2 separate regions of the Mus musculus genome follow, and region 1 is linked to region 2. The links are chromatin contacts, called in public Hi-C maps. All regions are on one chromosome and are shown on one strand. Each heading gives the region's core, a stretch centred on a gene start, on an enhancer-like site or on the middle of the called end of the contact. The rest is flanking DNA. Distances are from core to core; before and after follow the strand shown.

The links. A called contact is a pair of places that touch in the nucleus more often than the background predicts.
Region 1: a contact with region 2 is called in a Hi-C map of the G1E-ER4 cell line, with 2.3 times the contacts expected there. The contact joins two enhancer-like sites. A contact is called at or near these places in 3 of 484 Hi-C or Micro-C datasets (the G1E-ER4 cell line, bone marrow-derived macrophages and embryonic stem cells) and 3 of 9 other capture datasets (adipose tissue, embryonic stem cells and pancreatic islet).

The regions. Positions count from the first base shown.
Region 1 is chr6:5,234,198-5,239,651 of GRCm38.p6, forward strand. Pon3 (paraoxonase 3) reads right to left here. Exons shown (of 9, transcript NM_173006.2): 5 at 2,675-2,801. Among named protein-coding and RNA genes, the nearest start is that of Pon3, 19 kb to the right of the region's middle. Within about 2 kb of position 2,689, at least 10 of the 459 cell types and tissues checked have an H3K27ac peak or open chromatin away from gene starts, as enhancers often do. A contact at or near this core is called in the G1E-ER4 cell line, where this site is marked.
Region 2 is chr6:5,106,945-5,112,239 of GRCm38.p6, forward strand. It overlaps Ppp1r9a (protein phosphatase 1, regulatory subunit 9A), which reads left to right. Exons shown (of 16, transcript NM_001363809.1): 8 at 4,056-4,109. Among named protein-coding and RNA genes, the nearest start is that of Gm46949, 44 kb to the right of the region's middle. Within about 2 kb of position 3,642, at least 212 of the 459 cell types and tissues checked have an H3K27ac peak or open chromatin away from gene starts, as enhancers often do. A contact at or near this core is called in the G1E-ER4 cell line, where this site is marked.

The sequences.
Region 1 (5,454 bases), core at 1,439-3,938, 130 kb after region 2:
TGTGACTCAAACATGAACAAGTTGACAGGGCAAGAGTGAGAAGTTCCTTGAGGCACCTTTGACTAAGGAGAAATGATGTCACAAGATAAACTCCTTTGTCTTTTTTTTTAATTAGGTATTTTCTTCATTTCCAATGCTATCCCAAAAGTCCCCCATACCCTCCCTCCCCCACTCACCCACCCACCCACTCCCACTTCTTGGCCCTGGCGTTCCCCTGTACTGAGGCAGATAAAGTTTGCAAGACCAATGGGCTTCTCTTTCCACTGATGGCTGACTAGTCCATCTTCTGATACATATGCAGCTAGAGACACGAGCTCCGGGGTACTGGTTAGTTCATATTGTTGTTCCACCTATAGGGTTGCAGATCCCTTTAGTTCCTTGGATACTTTCTCTAGCTCCTTCATTGGGGGCCCTGTGATCCATCCAATAGCCGACTGTGAGCACCCACTTCTGTGTTTGCTAGGCCCCTCCATAGTCTCACAAGAGACAGCTACATCAGGGCTCTTTTGTCTTTCTTATCGTGGTCAGATCATTGTGAAACAAGGCTTATGTTGCCTCTTCGAGGTAACCTGATTTCAAGCAGTGTCAACTGCATTTAGTAATGGGTAACTTGACAGGGCACCTCTACAACTTCCTCATGTATGTTCCCTGGGTCTGTTATAATAAACTGCCATCAACTGTAGGGATTAAAAAACAAAAGTTATTCTAAATGGTTCAACAGAGTAAGCATATTGAAGCAGGGAGTTAGCAGAGCCATGATCCCACTAAAGTCTTGGTGGAAAGATCTGTTCGTGGCTTTTCCACCATCAGGTCCCGCTCCCTGACCTGTAGATCTCTCGCTCCAGGTTTGGGAGAGTATTCATCATTGTGTGGCAATCTCTGCACTTGTCTGCCTTCTTACTGATTAAGGATATATCTTAATCCACTAAGGCTTCATCTTTAACTGGGTATTTATAAGCAAGATCACATTCTGAGGTATGTGTGGAAGAAATTCAAACACAGGTTTTAATACAAAATTTTTAAAAAGTGGAGTTTGGATGACTTGGGAAATATTTTGCAGGTTTTTTGTTTTGTTTTGTTCTTTTTGTTTTTTTTTTTTTGTTTTTTTTTTTGTTTTGTTTTGTTTTGTGTTTTTGTTTTTTTTTCGACAGGATTTCTCTGTAGCCGTGGCTGTCCTGGAACTCACTTTGTAGACCAGGCTGGCCTCGAACTCAGAAGTTCGCTTGCCTCTGCCTCCCAAGTGCTGGGATTAAAGGCATGTGCCACCACCGCCCGGCTATTTTGCAGTTTTTAGGACATCATTCAACTCATAACAATCCCTTTTCTTTACTTTCCATTCCCTAGCAATCCTGTGAAGTTCAGATCCACTGTGGCCTCAAGAACCTAGTGATGCTTTTAGTTCATAAGAGGGGAAAATATCTCTTACTGCTTAAACCCTGACATTGATTAAGGAATAATAATCGTCTAAATTCAATAAGAATGATGCTGATCATTGCAAATTAAGAGCTCACTTTTGATGGACCTGGGATTACGTGGTGATTTAGTCACAAGCTGACTCGGGCCACCTACCTGGCCCACAACTTTTTTTCTTCTTCTTCTTCTTCTTCTTCTTCTTCACTTATACATTTTCCGTTTTTATTTTGCCCCTTCGCAATGCCCAATGTATTTATAGTAATTCCAAGAAAAGTATAAGATATACTACATTTTATTATAGAAAGTCAGAAAAAATGAGTTGATCTTGGAAAAAAAGATCATCCTTTGCAAAATTTAACTTGTCCATATTAAAGACACGGAATGCAATGTTTGCAGAATTTTCTTTTCCTTGGGTGTCAAGTACTAAATCAACTTAAATATTGCACTCTACCAATATTTATATCATCAAAGAGTAATGTTATGGTTTCTCTTTTTTTATTAGGTATTTTCTTTATTTATATTTCAAATGTTATCCCCTTTCCTAGTTTCCCTTCTAAAAACCCACTATCCCCTTTTCCTTCCCCCTGCTCCCAACCCACCCACTCCCACTTCCTGATCCTGGCATTCTCCTATACTGGGGCATAGAACCTTCACAGGGCCAAGTGGCCCACAACTTCTATGAGACTCAGTTTACTTATGCTTGTTACTAAATGCTATGTGAAAATAAGTTAAACTATTTTGACTTGGCACAGAGTCAGCACACTTAAGGTAATCTTTATAAGTTCCCACCAGTTGTTTTTATTTATTTTTATTAATTTTTTATCAGCTTCTTCTTTAAAGAGTTGGACATAAAGAAATAACCCATCTGGCGGTTGGTTATAATACCCAGTGGGTAAGACTCAGAAAACACAATCTACCACGATGATTGGCAGGGGGAGTAGGTGTTTAAGGAGAGCACAGGATTGAGTTGCTGTGGCAAAGAGGTTGGAATTGGAGCTGGGAATCTAATTGAGCACCTTTATAGGATTAAAGAGCTTTCAGAAAGTTGGAAAATATAGAGACATTCAATCCTGAACACAGCAATGTCTACTGAGGCGCTGGGCAGTCCCACCACAGGGAGCTTTAGAAAGCTTTAGAGAAAGAGAAAAATCTTCCGCTTGCGAAACAAAAGCTGGAGAACGCCTGCTGAAGGGAAGAAAGCAAGGTGCACAGTGGAGGGCCCGAAGAAATAGACCGAAGACGCGTGGTTTTAACTCCATACCTCTTGAGAAGTTCATGTTTTAGAGTTTTCAGGTGGATGAGAGAGCGTTGTTGTTCTTCAAACTTAAATATCTCCACAGTGGAGTCCATGTTGGGGTGATTCACGACATAAAGATAAGCAGTGTTGTCTGAATGGGAGAGGGGAGGGGAGAGATCATTTCAAAGAAAGATACAATTTCCAGGAAGTTTAAGCGAGCTTCTTGAAACCGTTATTAGGCATCTTTAAAAACCCAATCATCTCCCAGGTCTTTAGTTTTGCCTTGAGATGGGGTCTTGCTATGTTCCCAAGCTTATCTTGAGCTTCAAGGTTCCAGTTGTGAGTTGCTGGCATTTTATAGGCAGGTACTACTGTGCAACGGCTGCTTTTATGGTACTGCCTGCCTGTCAGGTCATTAACACCAATGCTAGATGCTTCTATTTTTGGAGAAATTGAAACTCCAGTAGGGGATATCCCAGCAATTTTATCAACATAGCAAGTTTACCAAGCAATGGTGCAAAGCATGGGTGTTTGTGCAATGGTCTCCACAGCCTCACTAGCACGCCCTCTCTAAAGAGAAGAGATGGAACTTCAGTGGTAGGCAAACATGTATGTCACTCTCCTGGATGGTTTGTCAGCAAACAAATCATGTCTGCTGAGAAATTTTGGGGTGTGTCACAAAGGTCTACATTTCGACAGAAGTTCAAGAAACCTCAGGGCATGCGAATGCTTTCAAATAAGCCCTTTCCCAGATGGACAACGAACTTCTAACACAAGTGAAATACCTGAGTAGAGTAACTATATTTACTGAACTCAGTGGACTTGTAAAGTAAACACGCCAATGGAAACAAGCCAGCTAATCCTAGGCATCACCAACCTCAAGAATGCTCCCAGATACCTGCTTTCACTCTGGAATGTAGAGTGCCCTGAAGAGGATTGAGGGTAGTGGCCTTCATAGACTTATTAGAAGCTGTGTGTCTGAGGTTTTGAGGGACTGGTCTGGTCCTGTCCTCTCACTGTGAAATTTGTTCTGTATCTCTTGTTCCTGTTCACTTCCTCCATGTAATTACTGAACATGTAATGGAGCAGGTCTGAGGCCTGACATATGAAATTTACATTCAGGGCCCTTGACCACATTTAGCTGTTCCAGGCAAATTAGGTGGAAGAGGTGCTTAATGAAGATAAACTTTGTTCTACAGCCTGACAGTTCTCTGTGGGACATTTTGGTCTGTGAATTAATCCCTTAATTTAGGAATAAATAAAATAGGTTGTCAATCACAGAACATTGAATGTCTGGAAGCTTCAGTGTATGGCTGACAGATAATCCATAAGCTGATCCTATCTTAGAACATTCAGCTCCTGATATCCCTAACTCTAACATCCTATACAGTGAAATAGTCTCCGTTAATCTGACTACTCGGCTCTCACTGGAATGCGTTAGCCAGGGCAGTGTCAGGCAAACAAGTTGTGGCTGTAAGGGACTAAGTATAATGAGCTTCCCGAGTTTTACCGAGTAAGAGACACGCGATAAATGAAAGCACCTACCTTCTAACTCTGAAGCAGCCAGAGTTACTCAGAGAAGTCAACCCTGTATCACATTCCTGGCAACTCCAGCTTCTCCATCTTATTAAATGGAGTATTACTGTAACTTGTCTGATGCCATCACATCCATAGTCCCTCGCGCACCAGATACCTGTTTGCTCAGTTCCTATTCTGTCTCAGTCATTGTTCTGGACTCTCAGATTCCATAATGAATGTGTTGCATACATTTTTTATGGTGAATATATTTAGATAAGAAAACAATAGTAAAAACTAGTAAGTAGAAACAAATACTGGGGCAGAGAGATACCCCCTTCATTTATACAATGGCATCTGTGTGTTCAATGGATTCACAAATAAATTATATTTAAATTAGTTTGGAATTATGGGATATAAACAAGCAAAATGTACTAAAGATTGCTATTTTCAAAGTGAATAATATAAGATTTGTTTCTGAGGTAGTTTCTTGAGATGTGAGTCACATGCCATTAAATCCAGTCTTGCAAAATGTAAACGTTAGTGCGTTTTAGTATATTCTTAGAGTTGTGTAGTAATAACCACTACTTAGCTCCGGAATGCTTACATCAGGCCCCATGTAAATGCCCCACTGTTTAGATGTTCCTTTCTACTTCCCCTTCTTCCCAGCATCTGCCCAGGGTCATAGCACACTATCCCAGCTCATTCTTTCTATTGCCAAATGATACTGTATTGTATTGTATTGTAGTCTATTGTATAAACTATGTTCCATGCTCATCAGTTAATGGGCATGTGAGTACTAGGAAAAAGGCTGATAGGACCATTCATGTGGGAGTATTTGTGTAGAAGTGTTGCCAGTCCTGCTGATCACACACCAGAGAGCAAAGCTACTGTATCACATGGTAACACAATATTTTGAACTGACAGACTGTTTCCTAAAGTGGATGCACCTCTCACAATATTGCCAGTGAAGGAGCCCAATTTCTCCACATCTTTGCTTATATTTGTTGTTACTTGTTTTCTCTCTCTCTCTCACTCTGTGTGTGTGTGTGCGTGTGTGTGTGTGTGTGAGAGAGAGAGAGAGAGCAGTAGTTGTAGTAATAGTTGTAGTGGTGGTGGTAGTGGTAGTAGTAGTAATAGTAATGTATTTATATGTGCTACATGCACATCAGTGAGTATGTCTTCCTCTATTACTTTCTGCCTTACTGCCTTGAGACAAGGTCTCTCACTGACCTGGAAACTCACTGATTATTTTGGGGGGGGGGTAGGGTCTTAACTGGATGGTTGGT
Region 2 (5,295 bases), core at 2,392-4,891:
AAAGGTTCTCCACCCACTAAGGGCGGTGCCAGAATGTGTCCTACCATCAAATGAAGCCTGGAGCTCACTGCCTGGTCAATCCCTACCGCTCCTTTCCAGGCACTTTATCTCACTTGGCACTTTACATTGAGATAGACTTCTCTCTCCTTTTTTCATTGAGCTGTGTTTGTTTTGATTTTCTTTTGCTTGTGTGTGAGTGTATATGTGCTGTATACACACATGTATGCGCAGATGCACATGCTTGTGTGTGAGTGTATGTGTGCTGTATACACACATGTATGCGCAGATGCACATGCTTGTGTGTGAGTGTATGTGTGCTGTATACACACATGTATGCGCAGATGCACATGCTTGTGTGTGAGTGTATGTGTGCTGTATACACACATGTATGCACAGATGCACATGCTTACAAGCCAGAGGACATCCAGTGTTCTGCTCTGTCTGTTACCCACCCCCACCCCAGCCATTCCCTTGAGACGGGGTCTCTCACTAACCCTGAAGCTGAGTCAACAGCACATCACAAGGATCCTGTCTCATGTCCTCCTCTGCCAGAGCCCTGGGGCCACAGGGAGCCCGCCACTGAGCATGGCCCGGTGTTTTGTTTTGTTTTGTTTTTTTTTTTTTTGCGGGGGGAGGGGGGGTCTTTTCTATTTTTTCCAATTTTTATTAGGTATTTTCTTCATTTACATTTCAAATGCTATCCCAAAAGTCCCCCATACCCTCCCCCCCCACCCTGCTCCCCTACCCACCCACTCCCACTTCTTGGCCCTGGCGTTCCCCTGTACTGAGGCATATAAAGTTTGCAGGACCAATGGGCCTCTCTTTGCAGTGATGGCCGACTAGGCCATCTTTTGATACATATGCAGCTAGAGTCAAGAGCTCCGGGGTACTGGTTAGTTCATAATGTTGTTCCGCCTATAGGGTTGCAGATCCCTTTAGCTCCTTGGATACTTTCTCTAGCTCCTCCATTGGGAGCCCTGTGATCCATCCAATAGCTGACTGTGAGCATCCACTTCTGTGTTTGCCAGGCCCCGGCCTAGCCTCACAAGAGACAGCTATATCGGGTCCTTTCAGCAAAATCTTGCTGGCGTATTGCAATAGTGTCTGTGCTTGGTGACTAATTATGCTCAGTGTTTTTAATGTGGGTGCTGGAGATCCAGGCTCAGGTCCTTACAGGCTAGCAACAAATCCTCTGACCCACGCAGACATCTTCCTAGCCACTAAATAGCTTGAGCTCCTGTCCCTGTGAACAGTTTGGCTTGGCTTGGCTTTTTGTTTGTTGGGTTTTTTGTTTGTTTGTTTGTTCGTTTTGTTTTTTAGTTTCTGCCCTTCGGATTGAAAGTTGTTCTGACTGACTTCCTGGGTGGGAAGTAGAGAAGAGAGAGGCTGAGTCAGAGTGGATCCTCTCTTTACAGGGCTGAGGTATCCCCACCACAGCTTTGGTAGCCAGAACTGCTAGTACCAGCGAAAACAAATCTGCTTTTGTTGTTAGGGGAAGCCAAAGTCTAAAAACTGTGTGATTTAAGTCTGTGAAAAATAAACTCGAGACTAAATAAAGCCATCTATGTGGAAGGTTCACTGACAAGGGGAGCTGTGAGTTGTTACCTCTTTAGCAGTAAGCAGATGCTTATTTTTAAAGGAGCTGTAATCACAGTCTGAGAGATGTAACCAACACGTTGCTCATTAATAACCACATTCTGAGAATCCAAGCAGCCTTGTTAGAGGTTTGCCCTGCGCTCAGTTCACCACCCTGGTGGGGACCTTCTGACCAGGTTGAGTTACGACTCCACCAGCTAATTGCAGCTTGTTTTGCATATGTAGTTCCCTGAAATAAAACCCACTTTTGTTGGAAAAAAAAAAAAAAACAACCAAAACCAAAGCACCATCTATTAAGCTTAGAAAAAGATGGCAAAGATTTGCCACTGCTACATTTTAATAACATCATATATCTTCAAAAACACCTCCAGCTCCATTAGCTCCCTGCAGACAAAACAGGCCTCAGTCCAGTGCATAAACGATAGAAAAAAGTCTACACAGTGCAGAAACCGTTTCTCAGAGTTGTGTGTGAATTCCAGGCAGGCTGCCCTGGTGCCACGAGAGCCGATAATGTTGCTCTTATCTGATAGAAAATGTCTGGTTCTAGAGCACTCTTAAAACTCCCCTGCAAAGATAATATTTTTCACTTCCAAAATATTTTCCACGCCTGCACAGGCTAAGTGGAGTGCTGCAGGTGATGCTGACGAGGCTTCTGCCTGCCCCTTTCTGGTAGTCACACGTAGACATTTTGATTCAGTTACAGTTAGTCGTGTGCGTGTGCGTGTGCGTGTGTGTGTGTGTGTGTGTGTGTGTGTGTGTGTGCGCGCGCGCGTTCTTACTGAAAGCTATAAACAGAGCCCACACTCAGATTAGTTTAAACAACAGAGTAGATATTTTTGTTAGTAATGGATGGGAAAAAAATCATCCAGGCATATGAATTTGCTTTATTCTCTAAGAATATAATACCTCTGGAAAATAATTCCTTGTGGTTGTATATACATTTCCATGTTGTATATTAAAGAATATTCTTTTGTGGCTTTATTCTTGAGTGGCAGGTTATCATGGCTGTTTATTTGAGAGAGGTGTGTGGGGGGGTGTTATCTTTACAGCATCTTGCCTAGAGCCCCTCAGTAGATGCTTATAAAGTTCATCTTTAATTTTTTAGAGAAATGGCACAAGATCAGAACCTAGATATCCAAGATCTAATCCAGTTCTAGTGTTGGTTTTTTTTGTACAGTTAGGTTGATCATTTGCTCTGAGCCTCAGTTTCCCCACATCGCTGTACTCACTAAGGGATCAGGATTTCTGGTGAGCACAAAAGACCTCTGCCAGTATTTTTCACTGAGAAAGCTTGGTGTAGTTTCCTTGCCTGGCACACTCACACTTTGGGTATCTGCTAATGGCATCTGAGTGAGACGGACCACTAAGATTGTGGCATAAAACCAAGAAACCCAGATTCGGTACAGTCCTAACTCCGAAGTACTTTGGACAAAAAAAAAAGGGGGGGGGGTGAGATGGTGGGATGTGGTCTTCAGTAACTTTGTGGCAAACCAATTTAGGATTCAGCATAACCAAAAGAAACAGTGCCACCTGCATCACTTAGTGGCTGTGCTCAGCTGCAGAGCAGAAAATGTTCATGGGCTTGGCTGCAAAGTGTCTCCCTCCCCAGACCCTCCACTGGGCTGTTTGGACCTATAAAACCGGGAGAATTGGGAATTTCAAAAACATCCTTCCCATCAAAAACATCCAGAGAACAAATTGTGAACCTGTAAACTGTTTTCCCTAAATTCAAGGGTGTTTAGCCCTTAAAGAAATGAATGACCCCTAGAAGGAAAACAGTCGTGGTCGGGGAGGGAGTGGGGGCGGGGGAGTAAAGCAAACAAATGGCAAAGACCACTATTGTGTTGTAAAGAAAATGCTTTGGGGCTTGGAGTCTTTATACAGGTAGATCTTTTGGAAGGCAGAATTTTGAATCTGTACCTTTCCTGCGGTTAAAAAGGAACACAAACGGAAAACAAACCGGAGATTTCTGTGCCACTGCGTCCCACTCCTTCCTCTGCTGCAGAGCTGCTCTGCGGAATGTGAGAGCGACTCACAGAGCCACAGCGCCACCTTTCTGCACGATGTGGGAATGACTCTTCACACTGTGCGAGGCCTGTTGACTGGCTGGCTCAAGCCATTCTGTGGGCGAGCCTCAGGAAGGAAACAGCTCCTGGACGCTCAGATCGTAAAGGCAGAGCAGCAGAGGCCAAGAAATGAGTTTTCTTTTCTTTGGCCCCTTAGCAATTAAACTGGTAACTTAATCGGATATTAGGGACCGTGAGTCATAAACCCTATGTTTAATTAGTTTGCACCCACTGAGTCATTTTACATGCTAGACATTTGTAATTACAACCTGCTGCAATGCAGCAGGGTCCTGAGCATTTTTTTAATTGTGTCATAAGATATTCTTCTCGCTGCTGAGTCTTTAAAAATATAGAAACACTCTTAGTTGAGATGTTTTTCTTTTCAATTTTCAGTTGCAAATCAAACATGCAGTTACAGAAGCAGAGATTCAAAAATTGAAGACCAAGGTAAGCACCGCTCCGTGGTGTTTGAATTGTACTCTTTAAACTTCAGATACTCTGGGAGTAATGGATTTGCTCCCGTGCACTTGAGAGCATATTTCCATGAGATGGTCATTTCCAACATTAAGTACATCGATGGACCTGTCTTGAGACTGAGCATAACCGCACATAACCAGAGAAGGCCACAGGGCACTTGGTGTTTTAAGTAGATTTAAACTGTTTAGTCTCTCTGAAATTTCATTAAAAATAATATTTTTAATGGCTCAAGCATCTGTGTATTAATTTCTAAAATATAAGCTGGTATAGCAAATCTCCTTTCTGTCATTTACCTTATAATAATTTCAGCTAATTTACTGGAAGCAATGTATTGTTTTAATGTGGAACATTAATTTCTTTTTAGGAAAAACTTCCCATGTCTAAGAAGTAAAGTTATAAGCTCATTCTATGCATTGTGTAATTAATTTAGATTCAGCTGCTACTGGAAATCTTGAGATATACTCACTTCACATTATTTAAATTTGTTGAAGAGAAAAATATTAATAAAAGAAAATATTTTTAATCTCTATGAAATAGTGAGACATCAAAGGAAACTGTAAAATTCTTGTACAAGATACAGTTCTAGCTATTGTTGTTCATTTCTATCAAATGTATGTTTTCAGAGACTTAAAAATATCTTCAGTTGCTTTCAAACGATGCTGTATTGTTTCCATAGTCTTTTTAAAATTACAAAATAATTATTGCCTACGTCGAGTGATCTGTTTTCTGATTCACAGTGAATACATGCTTTGGGTTTTCCATGTGTTTTAAATGGAGATGAGTTAGCTGGTTAAATGGAGATGAGTTAGCTGGTTAAATGGAGATGAGTTAGCTGGTTAAGTGGAGATGAGTTAGCTGGCTACTTTGGTTAAGTGGCATTCCTGACTAATACGCTCTGGAGCTCTCTAGTCAAAGCTTATTTCAGCATCATTCATGGTGTCCGCGGCGCACCGTGAATTTTAAGTTTAAAGCTAGCAGGGCTGGTACCTAAACAACTGCTATAAAGCATTCATTAAAGATGCTGTAAAAAACCAAGCCCTTTTTATCTGAAAACTGTTTTTTGACTTTAAAAAGCAGATCTTATAAACTGTTGGTTACAAATAGGGAAAAGAGCCCCTGTGTTTATAAATGCTCCCATAGACAGGCTTAGGCATTT